Linked DNA regions of Salmo salar: region 1 is linked to region 2. Evidence: chromatin contacts called from public Hi-C data. All regions are on one chromosome and are shown on one strand. The core of a region is the stretch at or near the end of the contact, and the rest is flanking DNA. Distances in the headings are between cores, read along the strand shown. Region 1 overlaps LOC106568157 (ankycorbin). Region 2 holds the start of LOC106568157 (ankycorbin).

Region 1 (5,428 bases), core at 1,247-3,746, 58 kb after region 2:
ACTGGCAGTTTATGGTATCTACTAGCATGCTAGAAGTTACCATAGACTTCCAGTCATTGTGCTAATGCTAGTTAGAAACTTCCTTCAAACTGCACGCAGAGACATACAAATGGTATCCACTGGGTAAGTAGATAAAGGGCTTAATTGAACTAATTATCTCTTTAACCTGAACATTAACCCCTAAACCTAACCATAACTCCTAACCATAGTTCTAACCTTAATTATAACCCAAACTCTAAACTCTGAGCCTAAAATAGTCTTTTTCCATGTGGGAACCTGCAAAATGTCCCCACAAAATGTCCTTGTTACACACATAGAGTTTTTAAACATTCACGGTCATGGAGGAGTGGATGTTTATAGTGTGGTTGTCTGTAAACCATGTTCATGTCAACGTACCGATACAACACACAGAGACAGAAGTATCTCAGTATTATACAGGATGGTGATGAGGTGTAGTCACTCATACCTTGCCTTTCACTTGCAAGAATGAACAGAGTACAATAAAGGGGATCTATAGACAGTGGGACACATACAGTGCATTCGGAAAGTATTCAGACCCCTTGACTTTTTCCACATTTTGTTACGTTACAGCCTTATTCTAAAATTGATTAAATAGTTTTTTCCCCCCTCAATCTACACACAATACCCCATAACAAACACAGGTTTTTAGAAATGTTTGATCAGTTATTATAATAGAAAAACGGAAATATCACATTTACATAAGTATTCAGACCCTTTACTCAGTACTTTGTTGAAGCACCTTGAGCACCTTGAACCTTGAGCACCTACAGCCTTGAGTCTTCTTCAGTATGACGCTACAAGCTTAGCACACCTGTATTTGGGGAGTTTCTCCCATTCTTCTCTGCAGATCCTCTCAAGCTCTGTCAGGTTGGATGGGGAGTGTTGCTGCACATCTATTTTCAGGTCTCTTCAGAGATGTTAAATCGGGTTAATGTCCGGGCTCTGGCTGGGCCACTCACAGACATTCAGAGACTTGTCCCGAAGCCACTCCTGTGTTGTCTTGGCTGTGTGCTAAGGGTCGTTGTCCTGTTGAAAAGTGAACCTTCTCCACAGTCTGAGGTCCTGAGTGCTCTGGAGCAGGTTTTCATCAAGGATCTCTCTGTACTGTGCTCCATTAATCTTTCACTCGATCCTGACTAGTCTCCCAGTCCCTGCCGCTGAAAAACATCCTCACAGCATGATGCTGCCACCAACATTCTTTACCGTAGGGATGGTGCCAGGTTTCCTCCAGATCTGGCGCTTGGCATTCAGGCCAAATAGTTCAATCTTTTTTTCATCAGACCAGAGAATCTTGTTTCTCATGGTCTGAGTGTCTTTAGGTGCCTTTTGGCAAACTCCAAGCGGGCTGTCACATGCCTTTTATTGAGGAGTTGCTTCCGTCTGACCACTCTACCATAAAGGCCTGATAGGTGTGCTGCAGAAATGGTTGTCCTTCTGGAAGGTTTTCCCATCTCCACAGAGGAACTCTGGAGCTTTGTCAGGGTGACCTTCGGGTTCTTGCACACCTCCCAGACCAAAGCCTTTCTCTCCCAACTGCTCAGTTTGGTGGCCAGCTCTAGGAAGAGTCTTGGTGGTTCCAGACTTCTTCCATTTAAGAATGATGGAGGCCAGTGTATTCTTGGGGACCTTTAATTCTGCAGAAATGTTTTGGTACCCTTCCCTAGATCTGTGCCTCAAAACAGTTTTTGCTTTGTCATTATGGGGGGGGGGGTATTGTGTGTAAATTGCTGAGGATTATATCTTTTTTTAATCCATTTAAGAATAAGGCTGTAACGTAACAAAATGTGGAAAAAGTAAATGGGTCTGAATACTTTCCAAAGGCACTGTAATTGATGTAACATTGTGGCTTTGCTAGGACCCTGTATCCACTCCTTCATTATTAACCCTCTCCATCTCTCTGTGTCAGGCCAGACAGCCTTAGTCACAGCTCTCTGTGTCAGGCCAGACAGCCTTAGCTACATCTCTCTGTGTCAGGCCAGACAGCCTTAGCCACATCTCTCTGAGTCAGGCCAGACAGCCTTAGCCACATCTCTCTGTGTCAGGCCAGACAGCCTTAGCCACAGCTCTCTGTGTCAGGCCAGACAGCCTTTGCCACATCTCTCTGAGTCAGGCCAGACAGCCTTAGCCACAGCTCTCTGTGTCAGGCCAGACAGCCTTAGCTACATCTCTCTGTGTCAGGCCAGACAGCCTTAGCCACAGCTCTCTGTGTCAGGCCAGACAGCCTTAGCTACATCTCTCTGAGTCAGGCCAGACAGCCTTAGCCATAGCTCTCTGTGTCAGGCCAGACAGCCTAGCCACAGCTCTCTGTGTCAGGCCAGACAGCCTTAGCCACAGCTCTCTGTGTCAGGCCAGACAGCCTTAGCCACAGCTCTCTGTGCCAGGCCAGACAGCCTTTGCCACAGCTCTCTGTGGTGCACTGTGCTGAGTGCTGAGATTACACATGGCTTAAATGTCAGATTGTTACATAAGCTTCCTGGGCCCTGGCAGACAGCCTCTGCTCTGTTGGCCTCAATCACAGATGCCATCCTGTGGCTTTATTTAGGCATGAGGATCAGACCACGTATTTTTCATCCCCCCAGGCTGCGAGAGTATGAAAACATTCACGCTCTGCGGCTGCCAGAGCTTTGTTTTTTTGTCGTATAAATCCTTTGAAACCTGCATAATAGCTGTGCCCTTTGTGGTATATGTTAGTAGTGTACCATTAAGCAAGTCTGACACATTTCCAGTGGACTCTGACATATCTCCTATCCCCATTTAGATTCCCCAAGAGTGTCAAATGTCATATTTGTCACACCTGCACACAATGGCTACTAATGTTTTCCTCTTTCCTACCAAGGTTGATTTTGTCCTCTCTCACCTATAGACATACAAACACTTATTAAAACTGTACAGTGTGGTCTGAAAAGATTCCCATGTTATTTACCAAAGGTCATTCCAGTGAATAAGAATAAGGTATGAGGTGGAAACTGTGTGGTCTGAACGTAGTAAGCAACTTCTCCTTTTGATGACGACTTATGTGGCGTCGATATGAGTCAGAAAATGTTATTCTAGTGTTGAAATTGACTACAAAGTGTACGTAAGATAATTTTGGTCATAAATTCAGTATCGATTTGCGAGAGAATTAGTTAAAAAAAATGTATGTCAGAATGAATGGTACCGTAACAGTTTTCCTTGGGTTGGTTTTATTTAAATTCTGCCCAAATTCCCACAGATTGCAACACCCAACTAATCATCAATTTGGAGCACAGCTGCACGCAACCCGATCACAATGCCGATATCCCTATGGGGATAGTTAGGGACCATCAGTAAATTACACAATGTACATGGGACAACATTTTAAACTATCAATAGCTCCAAATTTCAATGACATAACAACTATAAATTGTAGGAATTCATATACAAATAAGACAACAAAAAGGTGTGCAATATGAAATAATTGTCCAATTTATATTGTATAATTTATTGACATTCTCTAACTGACCCTACAGACAGGCTATCCAAAGTCAAACCAATTTTTGCCACGGTCGCACACCGGCCGGCTGAACCTAATTGGCGAAAGAATTTGGCTAGCTTGCTAGCTAGTCTAGGCTACTTCCAGACAAGACCTGGTTAGACTGTTTCAAGTTATCTAGAAGGGTGAGTGACTGTAACTGTACTGTTTTGGCGGAGTGAAAGTACAAACGCTTCTCACTTTCAAACAAACACACGAGATACCCACATCAAAGCACGCCTCCAAAACCGAAATCTCGTTCTCAGTCGCATTTCCTAATGAGGAGAATTGAAACCGATGCTAAATCAGGAAGTTCAGCCCTCCTTTAAGCAGCTCTGAAGGTTCCATTTTATACACCAAGAATCATCGGAGGTCATTCTTGGTGTTTAAGAGCTGTCAGTGTTCTCACACCTGGCTGTCAGAAGCCTCACCAAGTGGACAGGGCTGGTAGTCAGCATCTTGACAAGTTGTTATCTATGTATTTGTGCGTCTGCATCTTTCTCACTCATCATTATTCATAGTTCATTCAGGACTTTCCCTAGTCATGGCAGCATCCACATTCATGTAGAAGTGTTTAGAAACATATTCTATTCTTATTTACAATAAAAGTGAATCCAAAATGACACAATACATTATTTACCATTCATTTCTATTGGACACAAAATAATCTGAAAAACAACCAAAACAAACAGCAAATGCATCCAACAAGTTTGTAGAGTCCCAAGCTTGATGTTATCATTGTGTGCTGGGAATATGGGACCAAATACTAAACTTTTGACTACTTCAATAGACATATAAGAGAATTTGTCCCAATACTTTTGGTCCCCTAAAAGCTATGTACAAAAGTGCTGTAATTTCTAAACGGTTCAACTGATATGGATGCAAATACCCTCAAATGAAAGCAGACCATCTGCACTTTAACTTCATAGTTCTTTTATCATTTCAAATCCAAAGTGCTGGAGTATAGAGCCAAAACAAAACAAAATGTGTCACTGTCTCTACTTTTGGAGCTCACTGTATCACCAGAGAAATCACTCAACCTACGGGGTGTGATGTGTCTCTGGGGAAGTACGTTGGTGAAATTATATTTCAACTGGCTCCTGGTTTTAATCTATGCTAGAAGTTTGAAGTTATGAAGTTAATTTAAAGTTGAGTATGAAGTCAAGCGTCAGCCATTTGTATTTCAGGTTTTATGGTTGTCCTTGTAAGTGTTTTCAGAGAGCTTTCAGGGATATTATGTGATTTTGAAACATTTTCCATCTACTAGTGAGACAGTAGATCCATATGATCCTGTTAAGTAACGAGTCAACGCCCAGTGCAGTGTGTAATGTTCCGTGAAGCAAAGACTGGGCCTGTAGATATTGCCTGACTCTGCTTTTGATGAGGTGTCAGTTTCCTGAACCTTGTTAATAAGGCAAGCCAAACCCTGGGAAAGAAAGGTAGAAATGAAAGGATAGACAGAAAGGAATATTTAAAAAAAAGAAACACATGGGTGGCTGGCTGTGTTGTGTGCATTAGTTGATAGTGAGGACTGTCTGTGCATCAGAGGAGAAGGGGTGGATGTTTGTGGAGGGGTGTAAGGAGGGGTTTGTGTATGTGGGTGTGTGTGGCTGCCTGGTAGAGAGAGAGGGGTAGTGTAAAGTTTTTATTTCTCTCTTTCTCTCTTTTTCCCTTTCTCTGAGCTGTGGGGGAGAATGGCTAACTCAGTGTGCCAAAAGGATACAATAAAAGGACTTGGCTGCTTTGCTTTCATGTGTTTCAGTGGAGGTTGGAGCTATAAAGTCATGCTTCTACTTTAGCAGGATGCTGAAGGATGTAGCCCAGCCTGTTACCGCTCATAGTGTTGTCTTTGGAATTGCATTGTGGTCATGGACTACATGACCAAAACAGCTTGTTTCTAGTATGGTATGCTTTCAT
Region 2 (4,861 bases), core at 370-2,869:
GCTATGATGCTCCTTTAATCTCCAGGGTAGAGTTAGCTCAATATGCAACATGCTGAGGCAAAGTTGAGGTCAGACTGGGAGAGGCTGTTCTTCAGTACTGGTCGTTGCGTTGAGACCTATAGGGTGTGCATGTTTTTGTTCCAGCCCAGTATTGTAGGCAGGCCCGGCCCGGCCCTAGCCTTTTCGGGCCCTGAGCGGGATCTACCTTGCAGGCAAAACATTTTAGTGTCCCTCCTGTTGATGACAGAGAGAAAAAAAATGTTTTAAAGAAAATGTCCTTCAATTTTACAATTTTACACCTTTTGCCATGGGACGTAGAGAAAGTGTTGCAGTTTTAAAACAAGCTTTCTGCAGTTCTACACAATTTGCCACGGGGCAGAGAGATTATTTTGCAATTTTATAACACATTTCATGCAATTCTACTCATTTTGCCATGGGGAAGTGAGAAAAAAATGTCAATTTTACAGCTAATTTCTTGCAATTCTACACATTTTGCCAGGACTTATGCCATATTGATGATATCTGAGTGAGAGTGACAAAAATCAATCGGAGCCAACTGGAAGTCCCCTGTGCACGTGCCTTCCGTGCCCAGTTGGTATTTATCCATTATTACTACAAGTTTAGATAGCTGGTTTGACTAATTTACCAATCTAAAATTGTTAGCTGACATACTGTAGCTTATTGAGTGACTGTCAGTGACTGACATAACAAGAGAAAAACTGATGATGAACAACCAAATTCCAACCTTGCACTATTCTAACTATCAACAGTAAGTTGAGAGCCAACTGAGTTCCTAAATATGTATATATATATTATTAAATATATTTATTTTCAAATTGGTCTGGGGCCTCCTAGTGGCCAGGGGCTCGAATAAGTGACCGCTTAAGTCGCTTATGTCTGGGGGCCTTGACTGTAGGACAAAAATCGAACCAGGCTGGTGAAAGCCTTTATGGCAATGTGGATTAGAAGACAGATGTAGGCTACCACTGTCAGAGGCAGCTTTTGTTGTTTCATTAATCCAGCCAAATGTCTTTGTAACATGGCTTCATGCATGATTCAAATGCTGTACGTCAACCATGAAATAGCCTATATATCTGGTGAGGCTAGATTGCACTGATGTATGGTTTCTAAATGTTTGTATAGTATAGTAAACCATTCTGCTGAGCTGAGAGAGCAAGAGCCTGATGATATCACAGATGTTCACGTGGGATAGACAGAGCATTAAAGCAGACAGAAACCATCTCAGAAGTAAAACAATTAATGTTAACAGCGATAGAATAGATTTGCATTGAAGAAAATATGAAAAATAGACAGAAGGGCAGTACACGGTCTATTTGTAGCTTATGCAGTAGTGTTGCTATTTTTGCGCATACCTATGGGGTGCAGCCTTTAGGAGAAATTGAATTCGCAGAAGTGTAGTGTGCTTTTGCGTATATGCTATTGCTGTCTACCTATTAGAGAAGTGTGATCAGTCACGTTGGTGTTGTAAACAGTGTTTACCTGTTGTAATTGTTGTCAAATATTACAATAAACACAAGACTATAATTCAATTGCACATTTAGCCTACAAAATGTTTATTCATGATTGGGAATATGCAGAAATATTTGGTCACGGGGGAGGAATGACGTCACCATTTCAACTCGAGTAACACTCAGAGTGAGCTAGCTTCCGAGCAAAGCGATAGGCACTTGAATAGTCCAACTTTTAATGTATTCAGCCTGAACCTAGCCAGCATAGCCTATCTAGGCGGGCTATTTGTTCACACTAGCTATTCCTTTTCTGTTTGTCGATTCTATTTTAATATATTTCTACCGACTGACAATTTAGTCAACTCTGTAGGCTGTCGAACAGAATATTACTGAGTCCCAACTTTTAAAGGGTAAGTGTGCAGTGTGTTCATACATTATTTACAAAGTTGATGCTAGACTGAATTGTTAGCTTGCTAGCTGTTCCTATCTTTCGCTAACGAGCAAGCGTGGTTGAATGATACAAATGTATCGGAGTAAAAATAAAATATGTTGGCGTTGGACGTTGTGCACTAGTTGTAGCAATTATATACAGAAATCTATTGCTACAGGCTAACGTTACTGTAACCACCTCAAAATAACTTCAAACCTTGCCATGGGACTCGCGATGGATACTTTGTATCAGCCTATACGTTCTGTCCCATAGTTTGTTTTTATTCATTAGTGCTGGGTAGGCTATTGCGCGGATGAGTGCAAGACACGTTTATATTGCAAATGGTTAATATTACACAGTTACACATGCATAATAATAAGGGCCAACTCTCAAATAAGTTACCATGAAATCAGAGAAAAGTGTTACATTTGCACATGTTACCTCTCCCTGTTGCACTTTAGAGACTAACTTAATTTTCATCAGTTAGACTTATTAAAAGTATAAGATGTGTAACTCATTTTTTTTGTTTCAGAGGCTCACCTGGACAAGTGGGAAACTGTATGGACCAGGCCTAAGATGAAGAGCTTTAAAGCAAAGTTTAGGAAGAGCGATGTAAGAACATGCATTACTTTTCAATGGGGTTTTGCGGTGGTGGTGGTATGTTCTTGCCTGACAGAATGCATTAATTCATTCATCGATCCATATGGCTCTGTGACTGTCATAGCAATGAAGCCCTCTGCCATAAAGTTATTTCAGTAATAGCCTCCATGGGTAGTTTCTCCATAGTTGTGACTGAATCATTTGGGAGTGACTTTTCCAGGCTGCGTTTCCTAAATATCCTACAGGGAGTGACTAACTTCCACTGAGTGTGACTCATCAGTAGTCACAGTTAAATAGTTGCCTACTTAAATAAAGTTTAAATAAAAAATTAAAACAGTGACCATAATCAGACGGCATCAGTGCCAGAGAGGAAGTGTGGCTATGAAGGGGGCGATTTAAACACTTTAAATTGGGTACATCTGTCATCTTGGATGATTATGTACCTAATGTGGAAGCTGGGGATAAACCAAAAGTCAGGCAACTAGAGTTTGTTTTCTTTGAACACATTACATTTCATAAATCAATGTACATTTCAGAACTGTTACAATGTTATTGACAGACAGATTTTTGAGGCAGAATACCTTCACTGAAATATGTAGGAGTTGAAGATTCCTTCTGAGTCACTGGAATACTTAGAGTTTTCAAGAGGCCCAAGGCAGTTTCGGGGTGTGATTGTCTATAGGAAAAGTACTCTGTTTAGTACTATTAATGTGCCCATATGACATACGGAAGATAAGACATACATAGATTAGAAACCTTTATTAGCTTGAAATTATAAAAGTGAGAGACTATATGCAAATATTATTTCCACAAATAACAGGGTATTGTATCTGATGCTGTTGTTGTAAAACATAACCATTGCTTATGGCTGACTAATGTATTTTAACAGTGGGAGTTGCAACCTGTGGGTGTTTTTCACATTTAGGTTGCTTAGGAACAGTCCGTCCGTATGTCTGTAACCATCTACTTTGATAGTTCACACCCACATAACCACTTCTCACACTTGCTTTGCTATTAAGAAAAAAAACATATTCTGTCCACAAGATTGGCTACGGTTTACTGTTTCCACTGGTGGCCTTAGTGTTAGTAGATAGAAAATGACCTAAACTGTGATCCGATAGTCTACTCTCATTCTCCCCGGGCGAAATATGTTATTGCCGGTTGTGGAAGAGTCTAGGACTGGATACATTAAAACACATTTTCCAAAATGTTCACTCATGAAAAAACCCCATCTGAACCAGTTGAAGACCTGCCTTTTTAATACGGATTTATTATGTTTTGGTTGAATTCTGGTTTTGCATAGAATTCACCCCATCATATGAATTTACTAGTTTTGAAAAGTGGCTCATGAGAGGTTTTCAAGTTGAGCTATTAGCCCATACATATTCTATGTGGCCTATAGATGGACAGCCTTAGTCAATACCATACCCATGTGTCATTATGTCTATTGACTGAGAAAACCCTCCTCATATACTGTATTAGTGGGATTACTGTGGATCACCTAGCGCCACAGACCACGTTCATTTTGCTTTCAGCAATACCACATACTGTGCTTTTTATAAAGAGCTCATCAAGAGCAATAGAAAGAAAATATCCTGATTCTATTTTAGGGCTATGTGTCAGCCTGACCTTGCAGTGGAATTCATTCCAGAGCCAGACATTCATTCTTTTCACAAAACAAGGAGATCTGGAATGCCAGTATAAATAGTTTTATGAAGTCAGCCATTTGCCAAATAGCCCTTATAATATAATAGTTATTTTATCCAAGGACTACCACAATGTTAGTGTCAAATCAATGCTAAATGTCTTTCAGGATCCCTTTAATCTACAACGATGTACCTGCAATAGGGATTCAAGTTAATGAGCAACTCAGCTGAGAATTTTAATTTAATATATATATATTTTTATTTCACCTTTATTTAACCAGGTAGGCTAGTTGAGAACATGTTCTCATTTACAACTGTGACCTGGCCATGATAAAGCAAAGCAGTGCGACACAAAACAACACAGAGTTACACATGGAGTAAACAAACATACTTGATCAAGAATGATCAGGAATTAAGTGGAGTTGTGTCTACAGTAATTAAAAAGTCTTGCTCAGCGCTTCCAGCTGTGTCTTTATAGTTCATTCAGTACATCCTGGTGCCAGCTACCCTTCCCTCTGCACCTCCTCCCCGCCCCCCTGTTTCTCACGGCCCAAGTGCATCTTTTTATGTTTTGAAATAGGAGACAGACCAGACAGTAATCCCCTAAAGGCATGTCCTCACCTGACACCTCCAGTCTGTTACAGGTTAGCCTATGCTCCTGCAACTTTATCTTACTGGTTAGGCTAGAATGTGTTGCAACTGTTTCATACAGGTTA

What was found. A called contact is a pair of places that touch in the nucleus more often than the background predicts.
Region 1: a contact with region 2 is called in a Hi-C map of muscle, with 4 times the contacts expected there. The contact joins the enhancer-like site here to the promoter of LOC106568157 in region 2. A contact is called at or near these places in 2 of 3 Hi-C or Micro-C datasets (gill and muscle).

The regions. Positions count from the first base shown.
Region 1 is chrssa13:94,391,540-94,396,967 of Ssal_v3.1, forward strand. All of the region lies in intron 7 of LOC106568157 (ankycorbin), which reads left to right. Among protein-coding and RNA genes, the nearest start is that of LOC106568157, 58 kb to the left of the region's middle. Within about 2 kb of position 2,497, at least 1 of the 13 cell types and tissues checked has an H3K27ac peak or open chromatin away from gene starts, as enhancers often do. A contact at or near this core is called in muscle, where this site is marked.
Region 2 is chrssa13:94,334,225-94,339,085 of Ssal_v3.1, forward strand. LOC106568157 (ankycorbin) reads left to right here and starts at 1,620. Exons shown (of 18, transcript XM_014138236.2): 1 at 1,620-1,879; 2 at 2,432-2,511. The coding sequence starts at 2,476.